2 separate regions of the Sus scrofa genome follow, and region 1 is linked to region 2. A link is a contact called in public Hi-C data. All regions are on one chromosome and are shown on one strand. Each heading gives the region's core, a stretch centred on a gene start, on an enhancer-like site or on the middle of the called end of the contact. The rest is flanking DNA. Distances are from core to core; before and after follow the strand shown.

The links. Hi-C and Micro-C count contacts between places; a contact is called where the count stands out from the background.
Region 1: a contact with region 2 is called in a Hi-C map of liver, with 4 times the contacts expected there. The contact joins the promoter of EBNA1BP2 here to the promoter of DPH2 in region 2. A contact is called at or near these places in 1 of 5 promoter capture datasets (liver) and 1 of 47 Hi-C or Micro-C datasets (liver).

The regions. Positions count from the first base shown.
Region 1 is chr6:168,047,773-168,051,536 of Sscrofa11.1, forward strand. It overlaps EBNA1BP2 (probable rRNA-processing protein EBP2), which reads left to right and starts at 1,714. Exons shown (of 9, transcript XM_003128081.4): 1 at 1,714-2,180; 2 at 2,263-2,346; 3 at 2,549-2,718; 4 at 3,533-3,656. The coding sequence starts at 2,115.
Region 2 is chr6:167,325,764-167,329,771 of Sscrofa11.1, forward strand. DPH2 (2-(3-amino-3-carboxypropyl)histidine synthase subunit 2) reads right to left here and starts at 1,997. Exons shown (of 6, transcript XM_021096833.1): 1 at 1-1,997. It overlaps IPO13 (importin-13), which reads right to left. Exons shown (of 19, transcript XR_298727.3): 15 at 2,954-3,020; 16 at 2,808-2,866; 17 at 2,565-2,654; 18 at 2,091-2,272; 19 at 1,824-1,997.

The DNA of each region.
Region 1 (3,764 bases), core at 464-2,963, 720 kb after region 2:
AGAAATATTACCACCCCTGAAACGTGGAAAATAATTAAAAAAAAAAAGATAAGACATTTCCTAGAAAAGTAAATAGGAGTAGCCCCTTACCTGTGTGAAAATATTCATCCTCATTAGTATGAGATAAATACACGTTAAAACCACAGTAAGATACCCCTTCTCAAGCACTAGGCAAGCAAAAACTTAGGAAGTAAAATAACAGCAAAGGGTGGTGAGGCCCTGGCGGAGGCATGGCCTCCTCCTGCCACGGCCTTTTGGTGGAGTGTGGATTGGTGCTACCACGTGAGCCAGTAATTTCAGCCCTGGTGCATGTCCTGGAGCATCTTTGCACAAGGAGATGCGTACACATGAAGGCAAGAATGTTTGTAGCAGCGTGGTTAGTAACAGTGACAAATGCTGGTTCTGAAATGGCCATCGACACTAGGATGGATAAATACGTTTGAGATACTAGAGTCATATGACAGAATGCTGTACAGTAATAATATAAACGCAGTTAATATGTATCGAGATGCATGAATTTCAAAAGCATACTGTTGAGCAAAAGAAGCGAGTCACAGAATACATACACTATGATTACATGTAAATAAAGTTGGCAAACAGCACAGACTAAAAAAAGCGGCATCTTACCTAAAGCCACACAGATAGGCGTGTAAAACTACACAGAGGAATAAGGGAATAATAGCAAAGTCCAGGGTGGGGTGAGAGTGGGCATGCACGTGGGAAGAATGCAATCAGGGAGAAACGCTGGAACTGGTAATGTTCTGTTTCCTATCCTACGGGCAGGCTCAAAGATCTTTTGTACGCAAAAGTCTTTTGTACGCATTTGTCACAATAAGACCTGCTGCATGCAAAAAAGGAGTCGGAAAAAGAGCAGGTGGTTAAATGGTGGAAACCACGGAAATCAATAGCAGGACCACTGTGAACACACCAGGGATGGTTATTTGTGATTTGGGATAAAACCTCCAGGGTCGTCATCACACATAGACTCAAAAGGTGCTGTAATGAAAGTGGTGTACTCTGGAAAACTGTTGTAAAACTCAAAGACAGCGATATTGAAGATGCATGAAACTCTTCCAAATATTTCTTTCATTAAATCACAGTTTAAAAAGTGCATTAATATTAACATGATTTTACATGTAATCTTAGCTGTGTATGTGCGACTCATTAATCTATACATCAAATAAGGCACGTAGACCCATATTTCTTTCACATTTATAAAACCACAGGTATATCCCAAGTTGGTCAAAGAGGTTTCCTTCTCAATCGTCGGGATGGGATTATGGGATTATATTTGGCACACATGGTTACGTATGTCAGACTGGAAAGTGTTTTACCTGGAATGAATTTTTGCCACTTTTGATCCACATTGTATTTCACACAATGATTTCCTGAAGGAAATATGATGATCTGTTCATCGAAGAAGAAGACATTGTTGGCCACGTGGGATCGAAAACCAAAAACATGCAGCGACTGAGCTACCACGGTGGACATGGTCCCGGGTAAAGAGTTCTGCTGAAGATGAAGCGCAGGTGGGGAGCTCGGAGACACGCGTCACCCCCCACCGAGCCCCCCCCGCCCCCCCGCCCCCCGCCCCCGCGACGCGCCTCTGACCCCGCCCCTGACCCCGCCCCTGAGCCAGACCCCGCCCCCAGGGCCTTCTCCGCCCACCTCCCTTCAGCAGCCTCCTTCCGCGCCCTCGACCCGGCTCCTGCTTCTCCTCTTTCCTTTGCCTTCGCGGCTCCCTGTTCCGGACGATCCCCAGAGCCCCGTCCCACCTGTCGCTTCTGCTCTGCGGATCACCAGACCGCTCGTGGATGCAGGGTACTACCCAGGGATCCTAAGCAGCCCCGCACTTTCCGACGCCGGAGCGGTTCCTATAGCGACGGCAAACCGGAAGTGTGTCTTCGGCTGGAAGCGGAAGTCCCGCTCAGAGGGTTGAGTGGCGGCGGGGAGTTGAGGGCCCTGGTGGTGTTCGGATACACGTGGAGCTGCGGTGGGCGGGCAGCGGCCGGACAGCCGGAGGCGGCGGCGGCGGCGAGGGGCACCCTTTTGTAGCCGCGGAGACCTAGGGCTCCGCTGCCTCCTCCGGCGGGTGTGGACGTGCGCTTTGCGAGATGGATACTCCCCCGCTCTCAGGTTCGGATTCCGATTCTGATGACTCTCTGGTCACCGACCGAGAGGTAGGTGTCCGCCGAGCTTGCTGGGCTGCGCACGGGAGAGGGGTCCTGGTTCTCCGGTACTGACTGCCGGTCGTGCCTGTAGTTGCAGGACGCGTTTTCCCGGGGCCTCTTGAAGCCAGGCCTCAACGTGGTGTTAGAGGGGCCGAAGAAGGCCGTGAACGACGTGGTGAGCTCGGGCGCCGGGCGGGAGGGGCTGGGCGTGGGGTGCGCACGAGGCACGGTTGTGCCCGGGAGACTGCGTTCTAGTCCCAGAGAAGACGCAGCCTGCGCATTGCCAGGGGGGTCCACGACCTGTCGGGGTCTCGAGGGCTAACGCTTGGTTTGTTGGCCTGTTTCCTCCCTGTGAGCTTCGTGTCTGGATTTCCTAGAATGGCCTGAAGCAGTGTCTGGGCGAATTTAAGCGGGATCTGGAGTGGGTTGAAAGGCTCGACGTGACCCTGGGTCCGGTGCCGGAAGTCACTGCCCCTCAGTCAGCCTCCCAGAGCAAGGATCCGAAAGCTGTTGATCCAGAAGACGACTTCCAGCGTGAGATGAGCTTGTACGTCTGTTTTCAAGTGGCAGAGGTTGTGGGTCCCCGAGAACGTGCTGGAGAGTGAGGAGGGGGGAGGCCGTGAGCCAGTAGGGATTTCCTAACCCTGGGAGCCGGGAGGAGGGCTTCTTTGGACCAAAGAGCTAGGAGAGTCTCCCTGGTTGAGAGAAGAGCCCCTTGGTCCAGCAGTCACAGCTTAAAGTCCAGTGTGTTCAGATATTCAGTTTTAAAGTTTTTTGTGTGTGTGCAATTGATTTTAGAATAAGAATTTCCTTATGGGCGGTCCCTGTGGGCTTTTTTTAGTGACTTAATAAGAATATGTAATTGGAATTCGTAAATTGATGGGTTCTTCTAAAGTGGTCGTTCTCAAACGGCTAATTTCTTTTTAGCAGTCCTCCCCACCCCCTTTATTTATTTGTGCATTTGTTTATAATATAGTTGATTTACAATGTTCTGCCAATTTCTTCTGTACAGCAAGGTGACCCTGTTAGACATGCATAGAAATTCTGTTTCTCATGTTATCCTCCATCCTGATCCATCACAAGGGATTGGATATAGTTCCCTGTGCTACATGGCAGGATCCCATTGCCCATCCATCCAAATGTAACAGTCTTCATCCCCACCCCCTTTAAAAAGAGTGTACATCTAAATTTCTCCTAAAAAGTTAGTGAGGTTTTATTGCTGTTTCTGTTTGCATGTGTGTTCTTGCTGGTGCAGCTCAGGTGTTGAGAGGCTCTCTGACCTTAGGTGACTCATGAGAGACAGTGGGGAGGATTTCAGGTCTCTCTCCCTTAGCCTCTCACACTTGGTCCTGTATCTTCAGCTACCGTCAGGCCCAGGCAGCAGTGCTTGCGGTACTGCCCCGCCTCCATCAGCTCAAAGTCCCTACCAAGCGGCCCACGGACTATTTTGCAGAGATGGCCAAGACCGATCAGCAGATGCAGAAGGTGAGAAACAGGGAAGGTGTTCTCTGGGAAACTGAGGCTTTGTGCTTAAGTGCACTCAGCTGGCTTATTTCATTTAGTATTTAAATGAACACAGGCCTAAGTCCATTA
Region 2 (4,008 bases), core at 747-3,246:
AGTTCTCCTGGCCGCAGGCCCTTGCAATGGTCTTCCGGTTCAGCCCGCCACGCACCCTCAGAAACACTGACCCTCCGGAAAATGACTACCCTAGTTTAAGCAGTTCCTGTCCGCCTACAGTGTGAAGCACTGCCTGTGCACTCTATCATCTGGGAGGCGGCATTATGTGGTTTTTAATTTAAGTGTCCAACTGTCCAGGTTCGAATATTGTGCTCTGCCATTTACTACTGAGACTCTTGGGACACTTATCCTACGTCTTTATAGCTGTTTTCTCATCTGCAGAATGGGCATTGTAGCGATAGCACTCCTAAAAGAATTGCTAGGTACAGTTAATTTAGACATAAAATTTCTTAAAAGTAGTCCTTCACACAGCACATATACTAAGCATTCGCTATTATCCTCACAGCAGTCTGTCAACCAGCCAAACCCTGGTTCACCAACTGCTACATACTGAGAGTTTCCGGTCTTTGGAGTAAGAGCTGTCCCATTTACAGATGAGGAAACTGAGGTTCAAAGACGCTAACTGCCAGTCTAACAAGACACAGCAGTCAGCGGCATCACTGATACCAAGCCCAGGTCTGATTTTAGAAGCTGTTCTTCAGACCCCTCATCCTTCCAAGTTATAGATGCTACACTTGTTCCCCGCAGGGCGGAGGAAGACACCTGGGTGCTACGTCATGGGAGAAAAGGACAGAGAGTATGTGAAACATCTCCACATACCTCAGGAGAAGTGAAAAATCAAGAGTAAGGTAAGATGGGTCTGAGGAGGGGTAAACGGGAAAGACGGACCTCAGGATGACATGAAAGAGGGGCTGATGCTGGCTGGTGAGGGAAGAGACTGAATGAGGATGCAGAACGGGGGACAGAGCATGGGTGCAGAAGTTGGGAAAAGAACAGGAAAGGGAGACAAATGTGGGAATAACCAGTTCTCCCATCACCTGCAAGGAGGCTCATGGCTCAAGGCTGGGAGTGAGGAGAACCAGTCCTGCTCTTGAGATCGAACTTAAGAGAAGGCTCGGTGCCTGAGCTGAGAGGCAGCCAGCAAGGAACTATGGCTGCGGGCACAAAGGGAGGGAGCCCTGCTAAGGGAGCAGGGCAGCAGCTGGACAGGAGCTGTCCTTGGTCCTGACCAGGCCCTGCCCATCATGTACTGGTCAGGTATCAGGGGTGGGGAGCTACCGCTTTGCAGACAACGCTTAAGGCCTGCCTTCCTCTTCCTCTGGGGGCTGCCGTGCATCCTCCCCCACAGGCTCAGTCCCACTTTCTCTGTTCCTCCTCAACCAAGGGCAAGTTTGGGTGTTTCCCTAACCCCGCACAAGAAACCCAGCCTGGAATTCAAAGCTACTCCGCATTTCTTCCCTCCCAAGTGGACCTGCCCCATCTCACTTCCAGCCCAAAGCCCCAAGTCCTCCACCTAGGAAACACCTATTCCCTTCAGAAATGAAACTTGCTCCATGCAGCCCTCCTCACGGGTCCCATTCCCCCAGCTCAGCTTGAGACTAGGTCGCCTTTGTTGAGACAGAATGAGAGGCTTGGTACTCAGCATTGTTGATTACATCAATGTGTGCATGCGTGAATAATGGGACGAACTTAACTGGACACCACTGCAGTCCCCACCTGCCGGAAGGGCAGGGCAGTTCTCGGAATGGTTCCCGCCTAGGCAGCTTGACTAGAGCAGTGCCCCTTCCACCCTAGGAGCTACAGGTTGGCCCCAGCACTCCCTACCAAGGCCTGGGTTCCAGCATCCCCCCATCCTTCCCCCAGGTCTTCCAAGGTCACCCCATTAGGGGGTAGTGGCAGTGGAAAGGAAGCGGAGACAGCAGTGCAGTGAGGACTCAGGTTTACTCTTTGGGGGCTGGGAGCGGTAAAGGAGGAAGTGTGGGCGGGACGGGGGCGCCCCTCAGTAGTCAGCTGTGTAATCTGTGCCATGCAGCCCCCGGCACAGAAGTGTGAATTCCTTCACCATCTCCTTCACTCGCCTCTTGTTTACCCGCTCGCTGAAGGAGCAAAGGGAGAGCAAGTTAGCACATCCACCCTGGCCTCCTCTGCCCCCCGCCGGCTCAAGCCCAGGCCCTGCCAGCTCTGCTCACCGAAGAATCTGTTGGCTGAAGGTGTCCTTCTGTTCAGGGCTGAGGCGGGCAGAGGGAAAGCCAGGTGACTGAAGTGCCTCCTTGATCCACACACTCAGGAGGCTGAAGCAGTGTTTGTTCAGAGCAAATAGGATGTCGGCAAAGCAGTCCATGAGGCTTCGGGAGGCCTGGCCCCCGATGGCCTGAGGGAGATGGGCTCTCAGCACACCAGGGCCTTGGCCTTTCTGCAGGAAGGATGCCCAGCCACAGGCACCCACTCCCCTGACAGGTTCTCAGCCCAATGCACCTAACAGTGCGTGCTTTTTAAGAGCCCGCTGATCCTCACAGCAGCCTAACAGCTCTCAGCCATTTGCTTGATGAACCAACAGGACCGGAGAGTTTAGGGAGCCAGAGGCTCAAGCTCCCCAGGAGGGCAGCTGCCTCCGCAGTGAAGGCCGCCCCACCCCGCTCCGTGCCCCGCTTGCTCCCTCTCACCTCCAGCACTGCTATGAGCAGCATGCGGCCGTCCTCCTGTACCACCTTCCCCACAGGTTCTACCTCCCCGCAGCGAGGCAGCAGCTCTGTCTACAGAGGGTGGAGAGGCCCGTCAGCCCCCGCTCTTTCCCCCTGTCTCCCTGGAGACGACACCAGCACACCACACCCTGACCTTCTGGAGTCCTGGGCAGGGCAGGCTGGGTATAGGGGTGGCGGGGGGTTAAGGGTTGGCGTGGGACTCACAAAGAAGCCACAGGAGGCCTTGACAGTAGGTGCTTCGGGGAACTTGAGGGCCAGCACAGCTGCGAGAGAGGCAGAGACACATGAGATGGGGCCCGAGCGTCCTCCCAAGGGGGCCCCAGGCCCCCCTGGCCCCTGGCCCCACTTACCACACTGGAACACAGCTTTGACATCCAGGCGTTCACACAGGAACAAGTCGGGCTTCCGCTTCAGAGCCTGCAGGATGTGGAGCTGGTAAGCCCAGCCCCGGCCAGCTCCAAGGACCATTCCCCCCCACTCACCTGCCACCCAGGCCCCAACTTTACACACCACGAGGAGAGGCTGCCAAAACCAGCCACCCGGCCGTCTCTGGGGGACCAGAGTTCAGCAGGTCCGGAGGGGAGTGGCCGAGGGATGCTACGCACGTGTATGTGTACATGAGTGCACAGGCGAATGGGAGGTTGGGGTCACGATGCAGAAAGTCTGGGTCCCGAGTCACCCCTGAGCAAACACCTCCCCACCCCACCCCCACTATCAGAGCCAGACCTCCTGCAGGCTCCAGGTTGCCAGCAGTAGCTTTGCTTTGATTCACAAGGGCAGTGGAGGCCCCCATGGGTTTGTTAACAGGGCAGCAGGAAGAAGAGGTGGCAGCTGGACCAACAGCCCCACTCCTGTGTCCCACCTGCATTCCTGAGACACCCTTCAGCTCAGGAAGAGGAAAAGCAGGGCAGGACTCTGGAGGCCAGGCCGCCCCTTTTCCTCAAGAGGCCCTGTGCCCAGGCCCTTCTCCACTGGACCCAGCCCGGAAGCCAGGGCTGCCAGGCTGCGGGGAGTGGATGGAGTACAGGGGCAGAGAGCCCACCCCAAGTGGTACCAGGACTGGCACATCCTCAGGCCACAGGAGATGCTCTGCACAGCTCCCACAGTCCTCAAGCACTGCTGTTCTCCAGCAGCCCCCAACGCACGCCACACGGACCCCTAACCCGCCAGCCCTCACACCCCTGCATGTTCACTCCCCCGGGTTCACGCGTGTGCACACAGCCCCCCATGCACCCTCACTTCACACACCCTACTTACCCTCTTCCACACACCTCTGCCACATCCCTTGTACGCACCACTCTCCCAGATGTGCAACACACGCTCGCTATGTATTCACAACCCAGCTCCCCCAACCACGTGTCCCCAAACCACGTCCACACACCTGTACCCTCAACCTCCTCAGGTC